Linked DNA regions of Oncorhynchus mykiss: region 1 is linked to region 2. The links are chromatin contacts, called in public Hi-C maps. All regions are on one chromosome and are shown on one strand. Each heading gives the region's core, a stretch centred on a gene start, on an enhancer-like site or on the middle of the called end of the contact. The rest is flanking DNA. Distances are from core to core; before and after follow the strand shown. Region 1 holds the start of prpf6 (pre-mRNA-processing factor 6). Region 2 holds the start of LOC110492495 (zinc finger protein 512B).

What was found. Hi-C and Micro-C count contacts between places; a contact is called where the count stands out from the background.
Region 1: a contact with region 2 is called in a Hi-C map of liver, with 9 times the contacts expected there. The contact joins the promoter of prpf6 here to the promoter of LOC110492495 in region 2. A contact is called at or near these places in 2 of 3 Hi-C or Micro-C datasets (blood and liver).

What each region holds. Positions count from the first base shown.
Region 1 is chr16:62,680,499-62,687,432 of USDA_OmykA_1.1, forward strand. It overlaps prpf6 (pre-mRNA-processing factor 6), which reads left to right and starts at 3,179. Exons shown (of 21, transcript XM_036947530.1): 1 at 3,179-3,575; 2 at 4,338-4,500; 3 at 4,593-4,711; 4 at 4,819-4,897; 5 at 5,068-5,244. The coding sequence starts at 3,286.
Region 2 is chr16:62,456,371-62,463,268 of USDA_OmykA_1.1, forward strand. It overlaps LOC110492495 (zinc finger protein 512B), which reads right to left and starts at 3,114. Exons shown (of 19, transcript XM_036947527.1): 1 at 2,660-3,114; 2 at 2,260-2,404; 3 at 1,949-2,149.

The sequences.
Region 1 (6,934 bases), core at 1,929-4,428, 220 kb after region 2:
GGTGTTGGTTTCCTGCGTGGCCATGCAGTCGTGGGTGAAGAGGGAGAACAGTCAGGGACGAACCCCTTTGGGGCCCCCATGTTGATGGTCAGCAAGCAGGTGTTGTTGCTTACCTTCACCACATGGGGTCGGCCCGGCCAGGAAGTCGCAGAGGGAGGTGTTCAGTCCCAGGGTCCCCAGCTTAGTGATGAGCTTGGAGGAGACTATTACGTTGAACGCTGAGCTGTAGTCTATGAACAGAATTATCACATAGTTATCTGCCCTCCTGTCCAGGTGGGAGAGGGCAGTGTGGAGTGCAATTGAGATTATTGCAATTTGGATCTGTTGGGATGGTTTGTGAATTAGAGTGGGTCCAGAATGTCTGGGATGATGGTCTTGATGTGTGTCATGACCAGCCTTTCACTTAATAATTACAGATGTGAATGTTACAAGGCAATAGTCATTTAGGCAGGTTGCCTAGAGTTCTTGGGAAACAGGACAATGGTGGTCAGCTTGAAACATGTTGGGATTACAGACTGGGAAAAGGAGAGATTGAAGATGTCCGTGAAGACACATGCCAGCTGGTCTGCGCATATATTGAGAACGCATCCTGGTATTCCATCTGGCCAGGTGGCCTTGCGATTGTTAACCTGGGTGAGTGAGTGTTAAGACTGTGTGATCACTGAGATCACACAGTCATCTGGAACAAAGGGGCTTTCACGCAAGACTCAGTGTTGTATTCCTCGAAGCAAGCATAAAAGGCATTTAGTTTGTTTGGAAGTTATGCATCACTGGGCATTTTATGGCTAGGTTTCCCTCCGTAATACATTGTCGTCTGCAAGCCCTGCCACATGCGACGAGCGTCAGAGCCGGTGTAATAGGTTTCCACCTTTCTCCTACACTGAGTGTACAAAACATTAGGAACACCTGCTCTTTCCATGACATAAACTGACCAGGTGAATCCAGATGAACTCTATGATCCCTTATTGATGTCACTTGTTAAATCCACTTCAATCGGTGTAGATGAAGGGGAGGAGACAGGTTAAAGAAGGATTTTTAAGCCTTGAGACAATTGAGACATGGATTGTGTGTGTGCCATTCAGAGGGTGAACGGGCAAGACAAAAGATGTAAGTGCATTTGAACGGGTATGGTAGTAGGTACCAGGCGCACCGGTTTGTGTCAGGAACTGCACCGTTGGTGGTTTTCCACGCTCAACAGTTTCCTGTGTGTAGCAGGAAGGGTTCACCACACAAACATTGTAGTCAACATGAGCCAGAATCCCTTTTGAACACTTTGGACACCTTGAAGAGTCCGTGCCCCAGCAAATTGAGGCTGTTCTGAGGGCAAAAGAGAACTCAATATTAGGAAGGTGTTCCTAATGTTTTGTCCACTCAGTGTATATTGTCATTTTGCATGTTTGATGTCTTGTCGGAGGTCGTACGGGCTTTCTTTCGTCCTGTTCCTTGTAAGCGGTAGCTTTACCATTTAGCCCAGTGTGAATATTGCCAGTAATCCATCAAAGGGAGACAACATCCATTAACTCTGCTGGCTACCAGGACCACCGCCATGCTAGCTAGACTCTCTGTGTGTGTGAGACAGACATGGTGTTCTCGTTTTCTCCTCCATGCATGTTTGCGTCTGTGCGTGTCAGCTGAGAGATGTAGCTTGTTCACCACAAATATCCTGCAACACGAATAGAGAAAACAAGGTGTTGCAAGTTCCAAAAATACCTTTTATTGCGACTCACTGCTCATCCACTGATTTCATCTGGCATTGACCCATATCTGCATCTGCCAAGGCTGACCTCAACAAAGGTGATTGAATGTATTCAGAACAGTAACCGGGGGATTAGATGTGGACATGGGTTTGACACACAGGGTTTTCTTGATCATTAACCTCAATCAGCATTACTGATGGGTGGTTTCCCTCTAATGACACGGACCTGGATCGCTGGATCACAGACAGACAGACAGACAGACAGACAGACAGAGTACCAGTCAAAAGTTTGGACACACCTAGCCATTCAAGGGTTTTTCTTTATTTTGACTATTTTCTACATTGTAGAATAATAGTGAAGACATCAAAACTATGAAATAAGTTAAACGTGTTCAGTTAGTGGCACAGCGGTCTAAGGCACTGCATCTCAGTGCTAGAGGTGTACTACAGACACCCTGGTACAAATCCAGGCTGTATCACAATCGGCCATGATTGGGAGTCCCATAGGGCGGCGCACAATTGGCCCGGATTTGGCCGGTTTAGGCTGTCATTGTAAGTAAGAATTTGCTCTTAACTGACTTTTCTAGTTAAAACAAAGGTTCAATACAAAAATGAAACCAGGTCTGTGAATATTTGCAGCTCTTTGGATCTATGAAATGGTTCTGGGCTGTTAAAGCCATACATCCTCTAATGCAGCTGACAGCACATTTTCATCACAGTGAAATAATGTCTGCCCTGGAGGCAAATTAAATGAAGAGAAATTAACATGCTGAGGCCTTGGCTGTAGATGGCTAAAGTTAAAGGTGATGGAATCAAATTGATGCATAGGCGGAGGTACTTCATCACAAGACAGACAGCACAGAAACTTCATATTAGGTTGTAATTACATTTATCGCAGTGAGCCCATCCTGTGATTGACAATGGACCGCCCAAGAAGGCTTTAGTGTCCATGTTAGACTGGTTTGATATATATTAGATAATGCATCGCTGTCAAAATGTATGCCAATTAATTTTAAAACACTTTTTAAAATGTGTCGGCCAATCAGCTGTGTTTTTAAATTGGTTCTCTCAAGAAATAGGACAGTGTCGACTTTCATTATGTCAATAATGGTGAAATGCAGACTCAAAATGACCTGGCTGTCAAACCAGGCTGAGGTAGCCTAATGAGCTTCTGTTGATGAGGGCTAGCAGATTCACTCAACTATATGCTGATCAAATACATGACCCGAAACCAATGCATATTTATTCCCTATAGTTACAGGTAGACTTAATAAACCATTTAGACTCCAAATTCCAGTTGCCATGTCTGGGATATGTGCAATGGGCCTAAAGTTGGCTATTCTCCTAGCCTGCACATTTTCCTGTAGTCTGCTGCACTCTGCTGGTAGAGCATGGCAGTAGTAGTTGTGGAGCGCCACAGGGGGGCGCTGTTGCAGACCAATGCCATGATTGTAAAAGGAAGTGCGTATGTTGTTATTTCCAAAAGTTCCAGTCTGCCGGAAGCTCATACGAAGAAGATTATTCCGGAAGTGAACCCGTTCTTATTATACCTTAGTGAGTGAACCGCGTTGTCGGTATAACTAGCCACGATGGCTGGCAGAGATGGAAACTATAACAACAGAAATCAAAATGATGGTAGAGGCTCTAGGGGCGGTGGACAGAATTTCGGTCGAGGCTCCGGTGGCCGCGGGCAGAATGATGGTAGAGGCTTTGGGGGCGGCGGGCAGAATTCTGGTAGAGGCTCTGGAGGTGGCCGGGGTGGCGGGCGTAATGCCGAGCCCCCGCCAATGCCCATGTCCTCCCCGCTCATGGGCAAGAAGAAAAAGCCCTTCCTTGGGATGGCCGCGCCGCTAGGCTATGTGCCTGGACTCGGCAGAGGGTAAGCAGGCATGATGTTAGTTAGCTTAGCCACATAGCTAGCTACAGTAACTAAGCCAACTTTGACTGGAAAACAATCTTGAATTTTGCTGGCAATCAAGGATTTGTACCTAAATCTTGCTAATAGTGTTAGGATGCAATACGTCTAAAATTCCTCATTTCTTGTTATTAAGTAACGCTAGTAACTACTTGTGTACCAATGCAATGTTTGGCTCGCTATCTACCTATGTAAACACTCCAGAACCAGACTGAAACAAAAACTAGAGGCTGTGGTCTCCAGGAGCAGGATTGAAGATAGCCAGCAGATCTGACCAGCTTGCTAACAACTGCACTAGAGTCAGACAGACAGACTTCCAGTGTAGATTAAGACACCGCTGAGCCAACCCGAGATATGGCTCGGAATATGTATCTCGATACAGGGATGAGAAATTAGTTATACTCCGAATTGCCCCATTATCCCAATTTAACTGTTACAACAACTTAGTTTTTTTGCTAGTTTTTTTAGCAGTCGTTTAATCTTCTTGGTGTAACAGTTGGGATAATGGGACAATTTGAAGAACACCACATTTCTCATCCCTGGATTGAGGTATGTTTTCCAAGCCATCTCTCGCGCCTGCTCTGCTGTGTAATAATCTACACAGGAAGCCTGTCTGACCCTAGTGCAGCTGTAAGCAAGCGGGTTGGATCTGCTGGGTAGATTGAAGAATAATGTTCTAGTCTGTTGTTGAATCTCTCCATCTAACTCCACCTCTTCTGTCTCCAGAGCCACAGGTTTCACCACCCGTTCTGATATCGGACCCGCTCGAGATGCCAACGACCCGGTGGATGACCGCCATGCTCCCCCGGGGCAGAGGACGGTGGGGGACAAGATGAAGAAGAACCAGGAAGACGACGAAGAGGATCTGAATGACACCAACTATGATGAGGTGCTTGTTTACACATGACACCCAAGAACAAGTTCAGGCAAAGCTCATCTCACAACATATTGTAACACCTACCTCTGTCCACTTTGTCTCAGTTTAACGGCTATGCTGGCAGTCTGTTCTCCAGTGGACCCTATGAGAAAGACGACGAGGAGGCAGATGCCATCTACGCAGCTCTGGACAAGAGGATGGACGAACGACGCAAGGAGAGGAGGTGAGAGAAGATAATTCCATGTGTTTATTAGTGTGGGTTACTGCTCCTGAGGGTGTGTGTGTTACTGCTCTGTTGTGTTAACCCGGTCTGTCCTGTGTGGTCCCCAGGGAGCTGAGGGAGAAGGATGAGATAGAGAAGTACCGTATGGAGCGCCCCAAGATCCAGCAGCAGTTCTCTGACCTCAAGGTAGGTCACTGTTCTCATGGCAACAGATTCAAGTCTCCTGTACTGTCTCTGAGCAGTTCTACCTTTAAATCTGCCAAAGACACACATTTCCATCTCTTAATGGATAATGACACTGAAAGCTTCATTCTCTTCATTCTCTCTCCCTTTCTCTCTCTCTGGCTCTTGTGTAGAGGAAGCTGTCAGGAATGTCAGATGAGGAGTGGCTGAGTATCCCGGAGGTTGGCGATGCCAGGAATAAGCGCCAGAGGAACCCGCGCTATGAGAAACTCACCCCTGTACCAGACAGCTTCTTCTCCAAACACCTGACCACAGGAGACAAGCACACCACTGTGGACCCACTGCAGGGGGTTAGTAACGTTACATGCACAGAAGCAGACACACACTCAAGCATACTCACCAACTTCTAAGGGTCATGCATTGCCATACTCTCATACTACACTCTCTGTTTTGTCACATGTTGCAGTTTCATTATGTGCCTGTAGGAGTCAACTTCTGCCACTGAAACATTCCAAATCCTACCTAGGGCTTTTGGGGTGACTGTATTACCGCTACACCGGCAGTCATGAGTCATGACCGCAGTAAAATTCCATGTGACTGTTGAGTCGCGGTAATCTCCTCTTATGCACTGGACATACTTCGAGAGTACTCAACTTGCTAACAATCATCAGGTCCTAATGGCCTGGTACTCATGGCTCTATTGTCCCTCCATCAGGTCCTAATGGCCTGGTACTCATGGCTCTATTGTCCCTCCATCAGGTCCTAATGGCCTGGTACTCATGGCTCTATTGTCCCTCCATCAGGTCCTAATGGCCTGGTACTCATGGCTCTATTGTCCCTCCATCAGGTCCTAATGGCCTGGTACTCATGGCTCTATTGTCCCTCCATCAGGTCCTAATGGCCTGGTACTCATGACTCTATTGTCCCTCCATCAGGTCCTAATGGCCTGGTACTCATGGCTCTATTGTCCCTCCATCAGGTCTTAATGGCCTGGTACGCAGGGCTCTTGTCCCTCCATCAGGTCCTAATGGCCTGGTACTCATGGCTCTATTGTCCCTCCATCAGGTCCTAATGGCCTGGTACTCATGGCTCTATTGTCCCTCCATCAGGTCCTAATGGCCTGGTACTCAGGGCTCTTGTCCCTCCATCAGGTCCTAATGGCCTGGTACTCATGGCTCTATTGTCCCTCCATCAGGTCCTAATGGCCTGGTACTCAGGGCTATTGTCCCTCCATCAGGTTCTAATGGCCTGGTACTCATGGCTCTATTGTCCCTCCATCAGGTCCTAATGGCCTGGTACTCAGGGCCATTGTCCCTCCATCAGGTTCTAATGGCCTGGTGCTCATGGCTCTATTGTCCCTCCATCAGGTCCTAATGGCCTGGTACTCATGGCTCTATTCTCCCTCCATCAGGTTCTAATGGCCTGGTACTCAGGGCTCTTGTCCCTCCATCAGGTCCTAATGGCCTGGTACTCATGGCTCTATTGTCCCTCCATCAGGTCCTAATGGCCTGGTACTCAGGGCTCTTGTCCCTCCATCAGGTCCTAATGGCCTGGTACTCATGGCTCTATTGTCCCTCCATCAGGTCCTACTGGCCTGGTACTCAGGGCTATTGTCCCTCCATCAGGTTCTAATGGCCTGGTACTCATGGCTCTATTGTCCCTCCATCAGGTCCTAATGGCCTGGTACTCAGGGCCATTGTCCCTCCATCAGGTTCTAATGGCCTGGTGCTCATGGCTCTATTGTCCCTCCATCAGGTCCTAATGGCCTGGTACTCATGGCTCTATTCTCCCTCCATCAGGTTCTAATGGCCTGGTACTCAGGGCTCTTGTCCCTCCATCAGGTCCTAATGGCCTGGTACTCAGGGCTCTTGTCCCTCTAACCACTCTGACATCAATGTAAATGCTTTCTACGGTGATGATTAATTCAAAACACCCATACTATTAGAGCTTATGAGTCCAAGCCCCCCCCCCAAAAAAAACCATCATTAAAATGATCGTGCCCTTATACAATACATATTATGCATGGGAAAAAAACATCAA
Region 2 (6,898 bases), core at 1,864-4,363:
TGATGAAGATCATCAAAGGTAAGTGAATATTTATAATGCTATTTCTGACTTCTGTTGACTCCACAACATGGCGGGTATCTGTTGGGCTTGTTTTTATGTCTGAGCGCCGTACTCAGATTATAGCATGGTGTGCTTTTTCCGTAAAGTTATTTTGAAATCTGACACAGCGGTTGCATTAAGGAGAAGCTTATCTAAAGTTCCATGCATAACACTTGTATCTTTTATCAATGTTTATTATGAGTATTTCTGTAAATTGATGTGGCTCTCTGCAAAATCACCGGATGTTTTGGAAGCAAAACATTACTGAACATAGCACGCCAATGTAAACTCAGATCTTTGGATATAAATATGAACTTTATCGAACAAAACATACATGTATTGTGTAACATGAAGTCCTATGATTGTCATCTGATGAAGATCATCAAAGGTTAGTGATTAATTTTATCTCCATTTCTGCGTTTTGTGACTCCTCTCTTTGGCTGGAAAAATGGCTGTGTTTTTCTGTGACTAGGTACTGACCTAACATAATCATTTGGTGTGCTTTCGTCGTAAAGCCTTTTTGAAATCGGACACGGTGGTGGGATTAACAACAAGTTTATCTTTAAAATGGTGTAAAATACTTGTATGTTTGAGGAATTTTAATTATGAGATTTCTGTTGTTTGAATTTGGTGCCCTGCACTTTCACTGGCTGTTGTCATATCGATCCCGTTAGCGGGATCTCAGCCATAAGAAGTTAAACACTTTGAACATTGACGTTTGAGCAACATGGATGAACGTCTAATTCTGATGTGAGACTGTGAGAGCTAGTTGGACATGCATAAACACACACACGCCCTGGACCATGTGTATTACAAGGCAAGGGAGGAATATTGCTCAAACCAGGTTTTACTTCTTCCTCTGTAAAGATATGGGTAGATCCATACTACTAGAGAAGCAGGGATGAGGGTGTGATACAAGATTTGTAAAATAGGCCAGAGAGCCAGACAGACATTATCCACATTCACTGTCCTAAGATATACATACAGTATATTTCGGTGGAGGCTGCTGAGGGGTGGATAGCTCATAATAATGGCTGGAAGGGAGTCATCAGAATGGTACAAAAAAACATAAAAGAGGTGGTTTCCATGTGTTTGATACCATTTCATTGACTCCATTCCAGCCATATTTATGAGCCGTTCTCTACTGATACTGTATATGTACACGGTCTATTGTGTCCCTATTGTGACTTGCCCTCATTGTCATGTCTATAATATTATTGACACTAAAACAAATTCATTTTTATTGATTTTCTGATTTGCATTACAGTTTTTAATTCAACTAAATGTTATTTTATTATATATTCACAGTAGCTTACTATACACCCAGAGCAGTGAATGCACAACTTCCACACAGAGTCAAGGCACCGTTACTGGCAGGGAGATAAGACACACACACACACACACACACATACACACACACACACACAGGTTCTGAGTTAAGTAATCCCACTTTATTACTGTCATACTACAACACTGTTACTACTACATCACAGCTATAGGCTATTATCCCGCTACTTTAGCAGTGTGGCATACATTTGATAGTCTACTAACCTAGTCATGACAGTTATAAATCAGTACATCATACAGCTGGCTGAAACCAAAGCAGAACCCCAGAAACAGCTGCAAAGTGAAAGAACTGGGGTATTTTGGAATTGAGCACTTACACACAAAAACACTTGATGTTTGAAGGCTGCACAGACAAATTGCCCTATTCACCTCCTAGGTCACAGGCTGCAACAGCAGTTTGACTTGCTTCTGTCTCCTCTAATTGAAGATGGTTACATTGCAGCAACATTGTTTGTGGACTGTTTCGATTGCTACATTGGTGCATTCGAATGCTGCTGGCTACAATGTTTACTGTGCCGTTGATTAATAATAGGGACATGGGGTTCTAGAAGGCCACACCTACCTGCAATGTCGGGAGTCACCCAACACGAGCCGCCGGGTGGCCGGGGTCACCCACGTGGGGTCAGGCGGTAGGGCTACACCTCGCGCGGTATATGCGCCTTTCCCGGTCTTACATGGCCATCACACCTGCTGTTCCAAGCGGGTCTGGTCGGGGGCTTCGATGGAGACGGACTGACAGTCGTCACGGTCGTTAGCCACGCGCCTAGTCCTCGTTTTGAATCCGAGGAAAGACGAGGAGAGATGAAGAAGATGAGGAAGAGGGAGGAGGAGGGGGGGAAAGGAGATGCCAATTAAAATCCTAAAGACGTTCACCTTATTTCCAGCATCCACTTTTCCCCCTTTCGTGCATTAATATGGCAACCACGAGGCACTTCTTTAATCTCAATCGTCTCGTTGGAAAACTCAAGAAATGTGAATATCAGGAGACACGCAGGAAAGATAGAGACGTCTCCGACTCCTTGAAGAAAACATTAAAATACAAGAAGGTTTTATATAGGCAGTGAAGCAAAATGGCGACTTTAATATGAAGGAGGAGTAAAAAAAAAAATCCTTGCAATGGCTGGAGCTAAAGGGAGTCACAAAAATATGTTTAGTGCAGTAATTTTCAACAGCTGCAAGCGAGTTGGTTAGAGTAAAATAAAATGAACCAGAGGAAAAAAGGAATTAAAAGATTCGACCTCGGTCGCTTTCGGTGCAGTCTGCGGTTCCTTACCTCGGGATTATTTCGGGTTTTATACGGAAATTATCTTCGCGGCCGTGTACAGTAATAGGCTACAGTAATGTGTGTTGAGTCATGCGCGTATCCACTCTTCCTTTGACAGCTGCAACTACAGTCTTCTGGCAACTTGCAAACTCTCGCGTTATTATTATTTTTTATCGCGCAAATAATATTCGGGGTTTTTGCCTAATAAACCCGATTTTGTATCGATACCAAACTGACGGTTTGATGAGGCTCATCCGATGTAACGCCGTGTGGTCATGACGAAAAAGGGTTAGGATAAATTCTTAAAAACAGCCTCACTAAACGTTTTAATCTGGTAATGTTAGGCTACTAAATTATCATCCGACCTTTATCGTTAATATTCAGGGAGTCAACTGCGCACAGCCTTAGATTGTCAATTGTCGTTGTGCTGTTTCGTCGATTTCATGCCAGTCCAAGGCAATCCAAATAATAGTCCACTCGTAGACTATAGCAATCGAAACTTGCATAGTGACGCTGGGGCAGAGTAGAATCGGCTATAGGCTACCTATTCTGCTCTATCAGAAACGGATCAATCGATTTAATATGGGATGTTAAATAGGTTGTTAGATGATGTAGACTGTTATGGTTGGGCATTGCTGATCTGTCATTTTATTCCAACACAGTGAAGGCTAATGCAATGTCGAGAACCAAGGTCACTTGTTTTGAAAGTTTCTCATATTTTGCCCACTAATGAATTATTATTATTGCTAATACTAAATCAGCAAGCTTCTGCAAGAGCAGCTAAATGTTCCCCATTATACTCTGATATGATATGTATAACACGTGGCCCTCACTCATGCAGCCACTGAATCATAGCCACTTACAGTGGGCTCACACAACCAGAGGAGACTCTCTCAGATGTGATTGGTGCCAGTCAGCATGACCTAATATTTTTTATAAGTGGAAATCATCAGAAACAATGACGTAAACCATGTACACTGGCTGTTCCCCTAAACCACCACAAGAGGGCAGGGTGTACTCATTTTAGGGCCCGGCAACGTCAGAGCCCAAGCAAGGTACAGTATATAAAATGTATCCTTCCTTTCGACCACTCTGAAGTAGTTACTGATGAGACATGACTGGACAGTGAAAGCAATATGGTGGTGCCCTTGCTTTCACTTGTCCAATTACATTAGATCAGTTATGTTAGGTCTACGTCAAGGAGGGAATGATTAAGGATGCAGTTTTAATTTCTTTAATCCCATTTCCTTCTCTAAAAATATATATGTATATATATATATATGTATATATATATTCCTTCTCTGTTTCTCTTTGGCTGCGTTTAGACAGGCGGCCTAATTCAGAAAATATTTTTTAAACGAATTGGTCTTTTGCGAAAGTTCTGACGTGATTGGTCAAAAGATCAATTAGTGGAAAAATAATATCAGAATTTGGCTGCCTGTGTGAATGCAGCCTTCCTCTCAGCTGATTAGAAATGGTTTGTAGAGGGACAGATAACATGACCAAAACCTGCCACCTTTTCACCTGCTATTCATCCATTGCATTAGAGCTTCACAGTGGGGAGCTACATTCAGATTCTCTAACTGCTCCAAGATAATTATTAAAAACATTTTTTATCTACCCCTCACATGAAATGTTCATACATTAGATATCCAGTAGATGGAAGTGTTGCCTCACTACTGGGTTCTGTAAGACTGAAATATAGTCGGCTACATTGTCATATGACCACTGGAAAACATGTGTCCTTATTGATGGCTGTCCACTGAGTAGAACTAGTCGCCAGTTACTGAAAGTACCCTGGTACCTAGTTTTTAAATACTGTTAGAAAGTGCTGGGGTAGGATCTCGGTTTGCAGTTTGAGATAAACACATTGATGGTGTTTCCCATTAGAATATAGCAGAGGAGACAAAAAAAAAAGACCTAATCTTTGGGGATTGAAGTGGCAAAAAAATGACCCCAGATGAGTATATCCCACAGACACATTAGGAGAAATCCGCAGGACTCAATCTCAAATAAATGGGGAGGGTAGACCCTGCTCATCAATCTTCTTCCTCTCTTACAAAATATTAGACCACAGGTTGATGGCAGTCAATAAATTCCTCGGAGCAACAGTACTATCCCAGTGTATGGAGCTACGTCCTACTGTTCCCCTGCTCTGTGTTCTAATGTAACCTAACTGAATGGTTATTGCAGGATCCTGGTTGACAGACCATGAATCCCTTACAGTGATTTACTCCTCTCTTTCTCTGCTGAGCAGGCACAAGCCTGGTTAATAGTTAATAAAAGCTGTCAGGTGGCCAACCTGGCAACTAGAGGGAAACTGTGTTCTACTCTGCATGTGGCGTCAAGCAATGAGGTTTCAAATGGATACTCAGTCCTTCTGTGTGACAGAGGCAGAAAGAGAAGTGAGAACGTGTTGTGGGATTAAAGAATAGCAACCATGATTTAGAAGCCACTGTTTAAGAAACACAGACCTCCAAACCTCCTTGGGCATCACTAAGCTCATTTATATCTGAGGAGAGAGAGAGAGAGAGAAATAAGAAAGGATGGAATAAGAAAGAGAGATAGGGAGAGAAAATAACACATAAGCTGAGGTTATAAACACTTAGAGTCCTTCTCCCTAACTGCCTGCACTCTATCACCTCTACCTTTCCACCCATAATGAGACGTCACATAGCTGACAGGACCTGTTTACCATAGAACCATCCATATGATAAAGATTTACATGTAATTAGGCAGGGAGATGCTTGGTATCACCCAGTAATTGTCTCCCAGCAGTAAGCCAGACAGCCAGCGAGGCAGGATGGTGGCAGGATAAACTGCTTAGTATTCACTAACATGACTCAGCCACTGAGTGACAGGTGGGGGCGCAGGTGCAAGGTGCCAGACACGCTTCGTTTGGACAGGTGTGACGTCCTCCCTCCCTCTCCATCTCTGATTTTTCCTTTCTCCCTCCCTCACTTCCTCTGTTTCTCATTTAAATGTTTCTGTCCATCCTGTTTTCTCTCTTTTCATCTCCATCTATTCCAATCCTTTTGTATATCTCTCTATTCTATCAATTTTTCCTCTACCACTCTCTCCTTCTATTTTCTGTGTAAACATCTCTCCCTAGGGCACCAGACAACAGAACAGGGGCAGAAGGAGGAATAGAGAGAGACCTCACCAGACCGTTACCAGAGAAAGGAGAAGTGAAAATAGAGGAATATTAAATAATGGCCATCTAATTGTCCTATCTAATTTGTCCTAGCCAACTGCCCCGACTTTCTTCAATAATGGTCTATCTCACCATAGACAGTGTGAAGCCAGTTGCAGAGAAAGAGAAAAACAGAGGAAGATAGAGGGAGAGGAAGATCAAGAAAGATAAAGGGAGCGGCAGATAGAGGGAGATAAGGAGAGACAGATCTACAAAGGTAGAGAGAGGCTGAGAAACAGAGGCAGAGCAAGAGTGAGAGAGAGTTAAAATATAGTTAAAAGAGAGAGAGTTAAACGATAGTTAGAAGCGAGAGTTAGAAGAGATAGTTTTTAAAAAGAGCTAAGAGAGAGTGTAAGAGGAGAGAGAGTTAAGAGAGATTTAAAATAGAGAGAGTTAAAAGACAAGTTAAAAGAGAGAGTTAGAAGAGATAAGAGTTACAAGATAGAGTTAAAAGAGAGAGTTAGAAGAGATACGAGTTAAAAAAGAGATCTAAGAGAGAGAGTAAGAAGAGATAGAGTTAAAAGAGAGAGAGAGACATTTCCTCCCAAATATGTTCTCACTCACCTATAGTAGGCAACCCAGACTTGCCAAAAGCCCTGAGGGATGCCAACTTTAATCTTTGGCATACTCTAGGAATCAGGACCTTTTCAGACCTATTTCATCAGAAAACCACTACACTGAAATCCTTTCAAGAGCTCTGCAGTGAATTCGATGTGCCAAGATCCCATTTTTTTTTTAAAATATCTTCAAATTAGACATGTAATTTCTTCATTTACCTCCAAGAGGAGTTTTAGAACTCAGTTGAATGAAGTTGAAACCCTTCTTGTCACAGCACAATCCATTAAAGGCAAAATATCTTATATCTATAGACTCCTTTCTGAGAAAGGAGGCTCCTCCTTTACTCCTTTGAAAATAATCTGGGAAAAGGACCTTGGTCTGACTATCAGTGATGAGTTATGGGCGGAGGTTTGCGACTACTCCTCTACCAATGTAAAAATGAAAGAATCTAATTACAATTTTTTTTACAAATGTTATTATACTCCTTTGAGACTCCA